Regions from separate parts of the Pan troglodytes genome. Here all the other regions are linked to region 1. A link is a contact called in public Hi-C and HiChIP or PLAC-seq data. All regions are on one chromosome and are shown on one strand. Each heading gives the region's core, a stretch centred on a gene start, on an enhancer-like site or on the middle of the called end of the contact. The rest is flanking DNA. Distances are from core to core; before and after follow the strand shown. Region 1 holds the start of ZFHX3 (zinc finger homeobox 3). Region 2 holds the start of LOC134808766. Region 3 overlaps ZFHX3 (zinc finger homeobox 3). Region 4 overlaps LOC112205884 (a long non-coding RNA gene).

Evidence for each region. Hi-C and Micro-C count contacts between places; a contact is called where the count stands out from the background. HiChIP or PLAC-seq counts read pairs in DNA pulled down with a chosen protein or histone mark.
Region 2: an H3K4me3 HiChIP or PLAC-seq map of stem cell-derived excitatory neurons shows a contact between it and region 1, with 10 times the contacts expected there. The contact joins the promoter of LOC134808766 here to the promoter of ZFHX3 in region 1. A contact is called at or near these places in 1 of 7 Hi-C or Micro-C datasets (stem cell-derived neural progenitor cells) and 1 of 1 datasets of contacts at active chromatin or transcription factors (stem cell-derived excitatory neurons).
Region 3: a Hi-C map of stem cell-derived neural progenitor cells shows a contact between it and region 1, with 2.3 times the contacts expected there. The contact joins the enhancer-like site here to the promoter of ZFHX3 in region 1. A contact is called at or near these places in 1 of 7 Hi-C or Micro-C datasets (stem cell-derived neural progenitor cells) and 1 of 1 datasets of contacts at active chromatin or transcription factors (stem cell-derived excitatory neurons).
Region 4: a Hi-C map of stem cell-derived neural progenitor cells shows a contact between it and region 1, with 2.4 times the contacts expected there. The contact joins the enhancer-like site here to the promoter of ZFHX3 in region 1. A contact is called at or near these places in 1 of 7 Hi-C or Micro-C datasets (stem cell-derived neural progenitor cells) and 1 of 1 datasets of contacts at active chromatin or transcription factors (stem cell-derived excitatory neurons).

The regions. Positions count from the first base shown.
Region 1 is chr18:69,604,121-69,607,512 of NHGRI_mPanTro3-v2.0_pri, forward strand. It overlaps ZFHX3 (zinc finger homeobox 3), which reads left to right and starts at 1,700. Exons shown (of 9, transcript XM_054669518.2): 1 at 1,700-1,791.
Region 2 is chr18:69,998,977-70,002,310 of NHGRI_mPanTro3-v2.0_pri, forward strand. It overlaps LOC134808766, which reads left to right and starts at 2,056. Exons shown (of 15, transcript XR_010152428.1): 1 at 2,056-2,178.
Region 3 is chr18:69,875,173-69,878,392 of NHGRI_mPanTro3-v2.0_pri, forward strand. ZFHX3 (zinc finger homeobox 3) reads left to right here. Exons shown (of 9, transcript XM_054669518.2): 9 at 660-2,550. The coding sequence ends at 2,311. Among named protein-coding and RNA genes, the nearest start is that of ZFHX3, 270 kb to the left of the region's middle. Within about 2 kb of position 1,324, at least 17 of the 24 cell types and tissues checked have an H3K27ac peak or open chromatin away from gene starts, as enhancers often do. A contact at or near this core is called in stem cell-derived excitatory neurons and stem cell-derived neural progenitor cells, where this site is marked.
Region 4 is chr18:69,333,660-69,337,056 of NHGRI_mPanTro3-v2.0_pri, forward strand. All of the region lies in intron 2 of LOC112205884 (a long non-coding RNA gene), which reads left to right. Among named protein-coding and RNA genes, the nearest start is that of TRNAK-UUU, 150 kb to the left of the region's middle. Within about 2 kb of position 1,567, at least 6 of the 24 cell types and tissues checked have an H3K27ac peak or open chromatin away from gene starts, as enhancers often do. A contact at or near this core is called in stem cell-derived excitatory neurons and stem cell-derived neural progenitor cells, where this site is marked.

The DNA.
Region 1 (3,392 bases), core at 450-2,949:
TTCCAGGGATCTCCTTTGGGCTCTAGTGGGATGTACCGCTCCTAGTCTTTATCTGAAATCCATCCTCTCATTTCAAGCCCTTTGGCTTCGTGACTGTGCTCCAAACTCTTGGAGGTAGCTGTAAGGCTTTTTTTTTTTTGGCATTAGGGAAGGGGTATGTAATTTCCCCTTTCTACACCCTAGACCTTTCCTCTATATTTAAATATATTGGCTTTCTCTCTTATGAATTCAGTCTGAAATTATTTTTCACTGCCTTTATTACATCCCTGCTTTTGATGGCAAAATAGCTTCCTGTGTTTTGAAAACATCTGCTTTCCAGGTTTCACACGAGAAAATTGATTTTACTTTTCTCTTAAGTCCAGAAAGGTAGAAAGTTGGACTTGTTTCCAAGTGCAACTTTTCCTTTTCTTGTCTTTCCTGAAGTTATCCCCTTTCAGTTCTGATTCACTTTCTCCCTTTTATTTCTTCTAATCACCCCTCCTCTCTTCCCCTCTCCTTCTAAAGAACCAGAGAAGACCGATTGCGTCTTATTTCAGAACACAAAATTAACATATATTTTTTGTCTAGTCTATGGTATGTGTTAAAGTTTTCTCCATATTTTCTTCATTCGTCCTCTGATTTGGGGGGAGGTAATTTTCCTTCAGTTAAAAAATCTCAGATTTGCAATTTAAAGTGGTCTCTATTCGAAGTCTCTGCTCTTTCACTTAAACCTTTACTCTAAGCTGTCCCCCTCCACTAATGCCCCCATTCTTTGGAGATGCTCTTTTCCTAGTTAATTTAAACATTGCTGCGTTTGCTTAGAGAGAGAGAGAGAGAGAGAGAGAAAGGGGAAAATAATAAGAAAGAAAAGAGAAGGGGGGGAAGAAGAAAGGGAAAAAAAAATCTTAAAAAGATTCTTAGCCAGGTTCCTATTGTTGCTCCTATGCATTCCACTTCTCGGTGTGTGTGTGCGTGTGTGTGTGCGCGCTCGTGTGTGTGTCGTGTGTGTGTGTTTTTAATACATGCATAAACTTTTGGAGCCTCTCTCCCTCTTCTAGGCTCTTCTCCCATCCTCTCTTCCTGCTCTCCTTGCCCTGCTCATCACTTTCCCCTGGTTTTTTTTTTTTTCCTCCCTTCCTCCCCTCTGCCTCCCTCCACCTCCCCCTTTTCTTTTTTGCTGAATCTTATTGATCCAGAAGGTGGCTAATTAGCCCTTCCCGTCGTGCCTGGGTAATGAAGCACATGCGCACTGAATTAATCACAGCCATTTTTTGCAGGAAACTAATTAGCAGAATAAAGATCCAAAGACTTTTTTTTCTTTTCACTCATCAGCTCCCACTTCCAGCGCGTCCCCTCCGACCGCTGCAGCCGCCACCGCCGCCGCCTCCTCCTCCTCCTCCTCCCGGCCGCAGCCGCCGCCGCCGCCGCCGCCTGCTTTGCATCCCAATTACAGCCTAGAGCCGCTGCCGCCGCCGCCGCCGCTTCTCTTCCGTGGCCCCTGCCCGCTCCGGGGGCTGTAAACTCCCCGCCAACCATGCTGCTCGGCGGCAGCGGCGGCGGCGGCTCCGGCTCCCCGGCTGCGGCCGCCTCCCGCCCCGGGCTCCGCCGAGCGCGCTCCAGCTCCGCCGCCGCCGCCGCCGCCGCCAGCAGCGCGTCCTCCGCCGCCGCCGACCCCCGCCAGCCGCCGCTGCTGCCTTGATGGGCTCCGCGGCCCGAGCGCCTCTTTTGGGGATTAAAAGCGCCGCCAGCTCCCGCCGCCGCCGCCGTCGCCAGCAGCGCCGCTGCAGCCGCCGCCGCCGGAGAAGCAACCGCGTAAGTGGCAACTTTTCCCTCTTTTTTTTTTCCCGCCGCCGCCGCCGCCGCCGCCGCCTGCTCCTCCTCCTCCTCCCGCCGCCACCGCCCGGACGCGGGGCTCCTCGGGGCGCCCGGGCTGCTTTGCATGGGGCTCGTCCTGCCCCCTCCCGGCTCCCGCGCCCGGCCGCCGCCGCCCGCGCTCCCCGCGCCCGCGCCCTGCTCGCTCGCTGCGTCCCGCTCGCCTTCCCCCTACGCCAAACTTTCTCTTTCTCTTCTTCTTCTTCCTCCTCCTCCCGCCGCTGCCGCCGCCGCCGCCGCCGAGCCCGGGCCGCCCCCTCCTCCCCGGCCCCGCGCCGCCGCCGCCGGCCGCCGGCGACCCCCGGGAGGGTGGAGGCGCCCGGGGCGAGGCCCGCGCGGCGAGTTTGGAGGCGCCGCCAGGCAGGGCCGGCCGGGGCGCGGGCCGAGGGCGGGAGGGCGGCCGGGGTACCAGCTCGGAGACAAAGGCGGCGGCCGGCGGTGGGGGGAGTATGGGGGGGTCCGCGGTGCCGAGTGCCCCCGCCCCCGCCGCTCCCGGCCCCCAACTTTGCCCCACCCCGAGAGGCGCCGGGGCCCCGGGCTGAGCAGCCGCGCGGGGCGCGCACCCGGCCCGGAGCAGTCGCCGCGGTCGCAGCCACTGCTGCTGCCGCGGCCGCCACCGCTGGCCGGGCGAGCGCCTTCCGCGCTGGGGCTCGACTTGCCGGCGACGCGGGAGCCCGTTCGTAGCCACGGGGTCCCGGAGGGGGCGAGGCGGCCGCGCGATCCTCTACCTGTGCGCTCTCCGCCCTGCCCCACTGGCAGCGCCGCGAGCGCCCAGAGGGGGCTCTGCCCTGGACACTAGGGGCTCCCGGGGGCTCGGGGCTGCGCCGCTGGCCAGGGCCAGACCTCGCCCGGCCGGCCTTCTTCCGCCAGCTGAGCTCAGAGACATCCGAGGATGCCTTTTTTCTTTTTCTTTTCTTTCTTCTTCTTTTTTTTTTTTTTTTTTTTTTTTTTTTTTTGCTCTCGCGAATCTGGGATTGTTTACGTTCGGTTCCCCACTCTCACCCCTCGCCTGGCTCCACTCGATGCAAAAACCGTGTTCCTGAATTTTACATTATGCATTTTAATGTCCGTCTTTTTGCATATCTATTGGAGAGTAGATCTAAGTGTATTTCATGTAGTGTATATAATTAAGTTGTGTATGGACTCAGTACTCGGAGGGTTCTTGTATTAACTATTGAATTAAAATATGTATATATCACTTTGCGAATGAAGCTGTTGCGCAGAATCTGACTTTTGTTCAATGTTGTGCTATTCTTTGGACTGTGGCAAATTCTTTGATTACAAGCGCTTTCAAAAGGCACCCAGTCTTAACTTTCCCCCCCTTGTTGCTTTCAAGTAGGGTAAATATGACAATTTTTATTGGTCTCAATTATTGAAACTTGATCTAAGCACTGTATGGACGGAGCATGCTGATTGCCTTTTTCTGGCCTCCAGTTCTAGTGACTTTTAAAAGGCAGTTTGTTAAGTACCTTTGAAGAATATGACAGACGGTGATCGCTTGGCTGTAATGCAAATTACAGAACATAAATTCACTTTGGAAT
Region 2 (3,334 bases), core at 806-3,305, 400 kb after region 1:
TTTAAGCCACCTAGTCTGTGGCATTTTGTTATGTTTGCTCTAGCAAACTAATATGGATCTCAACTATATTTAGTATTAATCTTGGCAGTTTTACATCAAAACTTATTTGTTCAAGTCTTTCTGCCAGGTACATGGTGAACACAATTCTGAGTAGTTTAGGGTTTAGATGATGCAAGTTATATGTAAGATATATTCATAAACATAAATAAGAAACATTATAAAGAATACAAAAAAATGCCAAATAAAGACTATTATAGGCATTCAGGAGGCAGAGAGGTGACTATGGACTAGGTCACAAAAGATTCACAATTTGACCTGGGTCTTAAAAGCGTAAGTAGGATTCAGCCAAGCTGAGGAGAGAGGACATCAAGGAGAGAACAGTGAACAATGGCAAATACATGTCTACTACCGGAGGAAATTTATTTTTCTCCTTTTAAGTACCTCTACGTTCAAGTTTCTTTTCTGTGCTTTCTAACCTCTAAGATCACTATATATTTTTAAATGAATGGTGTAAGTCCTTACAAAATTTAGGCATTTTTTTTCTTGTCAGATAAATAACAGTTCAACTGACTTTGTTCAGTACAACACTGACATCCAAAGGATACTCGGGTTCATCTGAAAGCCTCTTGGGCTTCTGCTGAGTTGGTTTGATTTTCAAATGGTCTATGTAGGCAGTAAGCTGCTCATGGAACATTCTCTTTTGAAACCCTGGGCATTTTTTGATCTCTTACCCATTTATCAAATCTCATCACATTAAATGGCTCCACAATGCAGGTGGCCTGTGTTTTCTTAAGTGCCTCCTCTTCTTAAGAATGTATTACTCAGTTCATTAATGTTTCATACTTAAGTATTCTGTGTATTTAATTTTTTATTTAATGAAATTTCTAACCTTCAGGCTGACGAATTATTCAGAATGTTTCATCCAAGCTGTTGGAAAAGTGCTCATTAGCAGGGAGTTTTGAAGATGGAATTTTAAGAAAGGGGTTGGCAGGATCCCAAACACACATAGATCTAAGCTTTCATAAATGCTTCCCTACCTTAGCTATGGAGGAAGAAATTGTTGATAAGCAGATAAGTTTTGCTTTAGTTTTTACATTTTAGTGACAATAACTATGATTTCTGTGGTCTGATAAAAGATGTTCGTTTAAAGAGTTATCTGCAGAAAGCTGTGTGGTCACTAATGTTTACTTTCATTGACAAATGAGATCGTCTTGTGTGGGACTATCATCATCAAATGAGACACAACTGAAACTAAAGCAGCCATGTTTACCATTCGGTTTAAAATTTTTTAAATTAAAATAATGCTCCTAACGAAAGGAGTCTCAGCTGAATTAGTTTGAGTGTTGGCATGCACTGGGCTCAAATCACCTGCTCATCTTTAACACCTGCCTTCAGATTTATGGGCGATTAAGAACTTAAGTCTGAGAACCTATGAGACTGTTACAGAAAATAAAATTTCAGTTCTTCGTCCATTAACTGGTTCAGATGAAATTTGGGGTCAGAAACAACCAGAACGTTAAATTTCATTGTAAACTTAAATCGCATTCAATGGTTAAAGACTACAAAATGTATGTAGTGCAGTTAAAAAACCTCACACAGCAAGAGGTTATTGAATGTTTAAAGATCCAAAATTTCAACTTTTTGTGGTTAAGTACAGTTATGTTGGGTAACAAAGTTGACAGCAGGTTTCTGTTAGCACCCTGTTGGAGGAGGAGGAGGCGCTACCACACGCTTACCTTAGGGAAATAACGTGCACTTTATAACCGTTCAGGTAAATCGTTGGGTGAGAAAGAAGAATAAAGGACACAGCCGGTGGAGGGACCCCAGCACACAGTCCCGTGGGTGCTCCGAAGGAAACGGCCGCAGCCCCAAATCTCCTAGTCCCTCTAGCAGGGAGTTTTCCCGCGGAGTCTCGCCTTGCGGCCGGAAGCCACCTCAAGCCGCCCACCCGGAAGCCGTCGTCTTGGCAACTGGGTATCGTCCCACCCCCTTTTCTTAGCAACGCCTATCGCCTTAGACGTCTGAGGTCAGCCGGGCCTCGATTGGTTCCTCTGTCTTTCACTCTGGGAGACGTTTGAGACCGAGCGTCTCTAGATCTCGTATTTGAATTTGTGGCGCTTGGTGTCCGCGAGTTGCCGAATGAAGCTGAGCGTCTCAGTGGAACCAGGGATCTCAGGGGTGAGCGACCGCGAGGGGAGAGCGACGAAAAGGGCGGCCGGAGCTGGAGGGGCGCGGAGTTAAACAAAAAAGGGCGGCCGGAGCTGCAGGGGCGCCGAGTTAAACACGTCATTTCCAGATGGGGGGCTTCAGGCGAGCTGCTTAGCTCCCCTGAGGCAGGCCCTCCGTCTGTTCGCCTATTCGTAGCCTCTGGGTTTTTCCCTCACGTAGTTTTCCTGCAGTCTCAGAGACGCCACGCCTGCCCCCGTTCTGTTGCCCCTGATGGAAGACTCCTCTTAACGCTACCTTCCCTCTTTCACAAACAAAATGTCTCTCAGCTTCCTTCTTTCTCCGACGTGCTTACACCTCCCCCAAGTATAATTCACTCCCCACTGATGTCTTTGGTAGTTTCATCCTCGTCTTCATCACTAATACTATGAGACACGGGGTGCGTGCACTTGACGATGTAGAAAAATGGCTTTCGCGCAACCTGGTGAGCGTCCCACACCTCACAAATTGAATCCAAAAAGTTCCTTATTCATAAAAGATGCTGCTGTCCTACTCTTCCCGACCGGGAATATCATGACGTGGAAAGCAGCAAGTGACAGCGTTTTATAAAGCGCTACAAAAGTAAGCTATTGATGCATTCACATCGGAAACATAATTGTTTTGTTTTCGGTCGGACACTCTTGATCCATAGGTTTCGTATTGGGTTTATGGATACTGTTCAGACTTTGAAACGAATAATGCCAAAAGTTACGTTGGAGGACAAACTGAGGATTGATCCCAAGCACAAAAGTAACCACTGATTAAAACCTTCTCTTCATTAACCTTTAGCTTCTTTGTCTATTATGATACTTCTCCCACCCCGGTGGATTTAATTTCCATTGAGATTTATGAACATTTTAGGAGTTTACAGTCTAAATAGACAGCTTTCCCCACCTCTCCTGCATATGACCATGAAAATCCTCTATTAACTTTCCAGTTTGATAATGCAGTATGAGCTTCTATATGCTTAGCCTCTAGAACAGAGATTCTTTTTGGGGTGGGGGGTCTTAGTCCTGTTTAAGACCCAGAGGAAAACCTTGGAGCTTTTCTCCAGAATATGACACATACACACAAAATTTTGTATTAGTTTTAGAGAGTTGTATTTTGTTTTAGTAGAAAAGAGATCTCA
Region 3 (3,220 bases), core at 74-2,573, 270 kb after region 1:
AGTCAACTGCAGCAACAGAGGTCAGAGAGGAGGAACACATGTAGAGCCTGTTTTGTTTTTGTTCATGTGGCCGTGCTAGCTTTCTTGCCTTTGTTCTCTCTTCTCCTGTTGCCGCTCTCCTCCAGATAACTTCTCTGGGGACCTCGTGGCCATACTATTTTTGTGATGAAGGCCTTTGGTGCAAATGGGCCCCAGCTAGAAACAGCTAGCTTTGGGGCCTCTAGACTAATTGCAGTTGGGCAGAGTGAATGGTAGCTGGGAGTACTTGGCAAAGAAAATGTGAACTAGCGGGTGTGGCACATTGGGCAGGAAGGTGTTGGAAGTTGTTTGGCTGGAAGGGGAAGTATGGGAGCTAACCCAGGACTGAATCTTCATTAGAATACAAGGTTGTCCAGCCCTGAGCCTGGTGGGATACTTCTGGAAGTTGTTTGGCTGAAAGGGGAAATATGGGAGCTGACCTAGGACTGAGTCCTCATTAGAATACAAGGTTGTCCAGCTCTGAGCCTGGTGGGATACTTCTGTTGGAAATGTTCGTTTTGAGAGGATCCTTCAAGCCTTGACATCTCAAACTGTGTGCCAGTGACACTGGTAAAACGTCTTGAGCTTCAGCCCTACCCCTGCCCAGACTGACCGGTGATTTCTGTCTCCATTCCTTTCAGCTTTAACGTCTCCTAAGCCGAACTTGATGGGTCTGCCCAGCACAACTGTTCCTTCCCCTGGCCTCCCCACTTCTGGATTACCAAATAAACCGTCCTCAGCGTCGCTGAGCTCCCCAACCCCAGCACAAGCCACCATGGCCATGGGCCCTCAGCAACCCCCCCAGCAGCAGCAGCAGCAGCAGCCACAGGTGCAGCAGCCTCCCCCGCCGCCAGCAGCCCAGCCGCCACCCACACCACAGCTCCCACTGCAACAGCAGCAGCAACGCAAGGACAAAGACAGTGAGAAAGTAAAGGAGAAGGAAAAGGCACACAAAGGGAAAGGGGAACCCCTGCCTGTCCCCAAGAAGGAGAAAGGAGAGGCCCCCACGGCAACTGCAGCCACGATCTCAGCCCCGCTGCCCACCATGGAGTATGCGGTAGACCCTGCACAGCTGCAGGCCCTGCAGGCCGCGTTGACTTCGGACCCCACAGCATTGCTCACAAGCCAGTTCCTTCCTTACTTTGTACCAGGCTTTTCTCCTTATTATGCTCCCCAGATCCCTGGCGCCCTGCAGAGCGGGTACCTGCAGCCTATGTATGGCATGGAAGGCCTGTTCCCATACAGCCCTGCGCTGTCGCAGGCCCTGATGGGGCTGTCCCCAGGCTCCCTACTGCAGCAGTACCAGCAATACCAGCAGAGTCTGCAGGAGGCAATTCAGCAGCAGCAGCAGCGGCAACTACAGCAGCAGCAGCCCAAAGCAAGCCAAACCCCAGTCCCCCCGGGGGCTGCTTCCCCAGACAAAGACCCTGCCAAAGAATCCCCCAAACCAGAAGAACAGAAAAACACTCCCCGTGAGGTGTCCCCCCTCCTGCCGAAACTCCCTGAAGAGCCAGAAGCAGAAAGCAAAAGTGCGGACTCCCTCTACGACCCCTTCATTGTTCCAAAGGTGCAGTACAAGTTGGTCTGCCGCAAGTGCCAGGCGGGCTTCGGCGACGAGGAGGCAGCGAGGAGCCACCTGAAGTCCCTCTGCTTCTTCGGCCAGTCTGTGGTGAACCTGCAAGAGATGGTGCTTCACGTCCCCACCGGCGGCGGCGGCGGCGGCGGCAGTGGCGGCGGCGGCAGTGGCGGCGGCGGCGGCGGCTCGTACCACTGCCTGGCGTGCGAGAGCGCGCTCTGTGGGGAGGAAGCTCTGAGTCAACATCTCGAGTCGGCCTTGCACAAACACAGAACAATCACGAGAGCAGCAAGAAACGCCAAAGAGCACCCTAGTTTATTACCTCACTCTGCCTGCTTCCCCGATCCTAGCACCGCATCTACCTCGCAGTCTGCCGCTCACTCAAACGACAGCCCCCCTCCCCCGTCGGCCGCCGCCCCCTCCTCCGCTTCCCCCCACGCCTCCAGGAAGTCTTGGCCGCAAGTGGTCTCCCGGGCTTCGGCAGCGAAGCCCCCTTCTTTTCCTCCTCTCTCCTCATCTTCAACGGTTACCTCAAGTTCATGCAGCACCTCAGGGGTTCAGCCCTCGATGCCAACAGACGACTATTCGGAGGAGTCTGACACGGATCTCAGCCAAAAGTCCGACGGACCGGCGAGCCCGGTGGAGGGTCCCAAAGACCCCAGCTGCCCCAAGGACAGTGGTCTGACCAGTGTAGGAACGGACACCTTCAGATTGTAAGCTTTGAAGATGAACAATACAAACAAATGAATTTAAATACAAAAATTAATAACAAACCAATTTCAAAAATAGACTAACTGCAATTCCAAAGCTTCTAACCAAAAAACAAAAAAAAAAAAAAAAAAAAGGAAAAAAAAGAAAAAGCGTGGGTTGTTTTCCCATATACCTATCTATGCCGGTGATTTTACATTCTTGTCTTTTTCTTTTCTTTTAATATTAAAAAAAAAAAAAAAAAAAAAGCCCTAACCCTGTTACATTGTGTCCTTTTGAAGGTACTATTGGTCTGGGAAACAGAAGTCCGCAGGGCCTCCCTAATGTCTTTGGAGCTTAAACCCCTTGTATATTTGCCCCTTTTCAATAAACGCCCCACGCTGATAGCACAGAGGAGCCCGGCATGCACTGTATGGGAAAGCAGTCCACCTTGTTACAGTTTTAAATTTCTTGCTATCTTAGCATTCAGATACCAATGGCTTGCTAAAAGAAAAAAAGAAATGTAATGTCTTTTTATTCTCAGGTCAATCGCTCACACTTTGTTCTGTTTTCAGAATCATTGTTTTATATATTATTATTTTTTCAGTTTTTTTTTTTTGTTCCAGAAAAGATTTTTTGTTTTGTTAATTTAAAAATGGGCAGAAAGTATTCAAGAAAAACAATGTGAACTGCTTTAGCTTTCTGGGGATTTTTAAGGATAGCTTTTCTGCTGAAGCCAATTTCAAGGGGAAAAGTTAAGCACTCCCACTTTCAGAAAAAAAAAAAAAAATAACCCACACACACAAAGAGTGTTGAGGACTTGTAGCTTAAAAAAAATAAGTTTTAAAAACTGACTTTCTGTATTTATGATAGATATGACCATTTTTGGTGTTGAGTAGATTGTTGCATTGGAAATGAACTGAAGCAGTATGGTAGATT
Region 4 (3,397 bases), core at 317-2,816, 270 kb before region 1:
TTTCTAGGCATTCTCACCACTGCGAATGAGTTACTCCTCTTAACTACATCTCATGAGTAAATCATGACACTTAGGAAAGCACAATTGTGGATGTACTCTCTGCACAGACCAGGTAGCATGGTTTTGTTCTGTGGCAACAGAAGAACAAAGGACTCTAGGCATAAGACCAGGGATGTCTCAACTCAAAGCATGGCTCTTGTCACACTGAGGAATAGTTAACACATTCTTGCCAATCATCTCTTTGGACATTTTCTACTCTCAGGATGCCCTTTCTACAAATGCTGCTGATATGGTTTGGCTGTGCCCCTACCCAAATCTCATCTTGAATTGTAGTTCCCATAATTCCCACATGTCATGGGAGGGACGTCATGGGAGGTGATTAGATTATGGGGGCGGTTCCTTCATGCTGTTCTCATGATAGTGAGTTCTCACGAGATCTGATGGTTTTATACGGGGCTTTCCCCGCTTCACTCTGCACTTGTCTCTCCTGCCACCATGTGAAGAAGGGTGTGTTTGCTTCCCCTTCCACCATGATTGTAAGTTTTCTGAGGCCTCCCTAGCCATGTGGAACTGTGAGTCAATTAAACCTCTTTCCTTTATAAATTACCCAGTCTTGGGTATTTTTTCATAGCAGTGTGAGAATGGACTAACACAGCTGCCCACAGATTTTCCCCTGAGGATCACTAAGCTAGTCCATGAGCAACAAGAACACTAGAAGCATAAGGATCATCAGAACAAGGCCATCATGGAGAGAAAGGAAGAAAGCCACCAATGAGTATAGGGTTGATGTTACTCTTCCTTTCAGAAAGGACAAAGCCAGACCACTGGGAAAATCATCATGTCTTAAGCCTATTATCTTAGTATCTGTCTTTTAATTACCTCCCTGCCTCCACCAAACCACAATCATAAATATTTGATAATGACCCATCCTCCCCTCAATCTCAGCATCAACATGCCCTTGCCTCCCCCTTGTTCAGTGATCACAGTAGCTGAACATATCCACATCCACCCATCAGCCTAGAAGCTTTTTCTTGCTCAAGCCCACTTCAAAGTTCAGCCAGGCCATCTGTGTCTTAAAGAAGGCCCTTAAATAAACAACCAATGCAGTTTCTGACTACAAAATCCTGACGTTTGCCCCTATTGCATTCCCCATGTGGCACTCAGTGCAAAAGACTGTCTTGCAGCACATGCATGAATTGTTGCCTTCACTTTGCGTGATCCTCTAACAAACACAATCTAAAACTACCCTAAACCACACGTGTAATCAATCCCCTTTTTAATATCCATATTAACCAGAACCTGACTGATACCATCCCAATAACTATATTCATTAACCTGCCCAGATTAATTATGAAATCCACTTTATTTGCCACTCCTACTTTCCTTTCTTCCTTTCCTTCCTGGTCATTAGCTACTACCTGGGCCACCTGGGCTATTTCCCTTGTCTAGCAGTAGGTGGCTCAAAACTCTCTCCTCTCTTCCCCCATCCTGCTCTAAGTATGAGGCTCCTTCTGCTGTTGGAGCGCCTGCTCAGACTGACTCTACTTGATCCCTGTCACATTCCTCTGGGCTTGTCAAAGGTCTGCATTGTGTCTCTGAGTAGCTGGGGCATGCCATGAAGAGTGAGCCCAGCCCAGCCCTAATCATGACAACCCAGCCCCTGTGAAAGATGAATAATAACAACTGCTCTAGCCAGTCCCAGAAGAGCCCACTGAGGACGTTTGTTTTGGAATAATGAATATGGAAATTTGGAATCTGTAATAAACTGCAAGCAGTCTTTCAACTCACTCGTGCCGAAAATTCACACTCGCCTTTCCCATAACTTGTCACTTGTGTTTTTTATTGTTCCATATGTAAACAAGGCCGGGAAGGCCTTTGTTCCTTGGTGCCTACTTAGATTTGCCCATTAATCCCAACTCCCCCCTTCTCCGCTTTCCCACCAATGCATGCAGGATTACACAAAGCAAAAGTCATTAATTTTTATCTCTGACTATCTGTAGGGTTTTTAATGTGGCCTGGCTTGCTTATGCACCACCAATTACATGTCATAAGTGCTTGTAGATGCTGGAGCAGTATCATGGGCTGATGAATCACTGCCTCCTCTCCTGATTAGTATGCAAGGGGCCGTGTTCCTCTTGGAGCAGCTGGCATGCCAATGAGGATCTGGCTGCGCCGGTCAAGGCATCTGGACATGAATTCAATATGGATTGCTTTAATTAAATGGCTAAGCGCACAAGACGCTAAGAAACAACTCCATCATTGAGTGAGACTCAAAAATATAGTCGACACAAGCAAGAGGGTGGAAAGGGTAGGAAGATATTTCATCAACACCGCCCACTACCTAAAATCCTTGAAATCCCTCCCCCCTGCTCCCCACCATGTGAAGCACAACCACTTGCTAAGAGCATGATGAATTGTGGAATCCACAGTGAAACACCAGAGGTGAATCTAGTTCACCACCCTTACATTTAGAAATCAAAACAGCAGAGCAAAACCTACTCTTCTGCCCTTTGGAAAGGTTTTGTTTTAACTAGACACTTGCTTGCAAACTACCAATGAGGCTGATTTTGAGAAGGAAGGCAGCAAGGAAAGGAGGGTAAAAAGTCTGAACTGAATGTACCTGTGACCAACAGTCCTAGAGGAAAAGAATGAGTTCATGTAGCTTTGCAAATATAAGGAGGACAGAGAGGTCCTTCGATGTGCTAATTTACTGAAGAGGAGAAAGGAAGAGCAGCATGGATTTGCACTGCCCACTTGGGATGGGTTTTGCATAGATCAGAAAGATGAAGTATCTGCTTACTTATATTTGCTTTCAACCTATCCCTTGTTAGTCTGTTTCAAAAGGAAGCAAATGGAATATTTTCATAAGGAATAGATATTGCAGCAATCACCCTGGTTTTATCCTTCTGAGCACTTATCTTTAATTCTGTTACAAGTCTCCTCTTATGTCCACCACACATTGTATTTGGTTTGCCTGTTTATTTCATCAGGAGACAGGATCATATAACAGCTGAGAGAGAACTCTGGATACAGGTGAGTCTGAGCTCTCCTTGCAGCTTCATTAACTTCTAGCTATGTGGTCTTAGGCAAGTTATGGGGCTTCTCTGAATCTCCTGTTCCCCATATTTAAAACAGGGATAAGAATTAAACCTGCCTCATTAAAATGTCATGAAGATTGAATTAATCCACACCAAACCTATAACTCCCGTCTTAGACTCTCAAAAATGATGGCTACTACTAGTGTCTTGTGGAATGCAATCTGGTCAAGCAGTGATGTTTAATTGACCAAATACAGGGAATACTATTTCCTGATATTGACCAGATTTACCTATCTACAGCAATAGGTATTTAAGGAAGACCTTTAAAATGGATGACTGTGCAACCACCACCTCCCCAG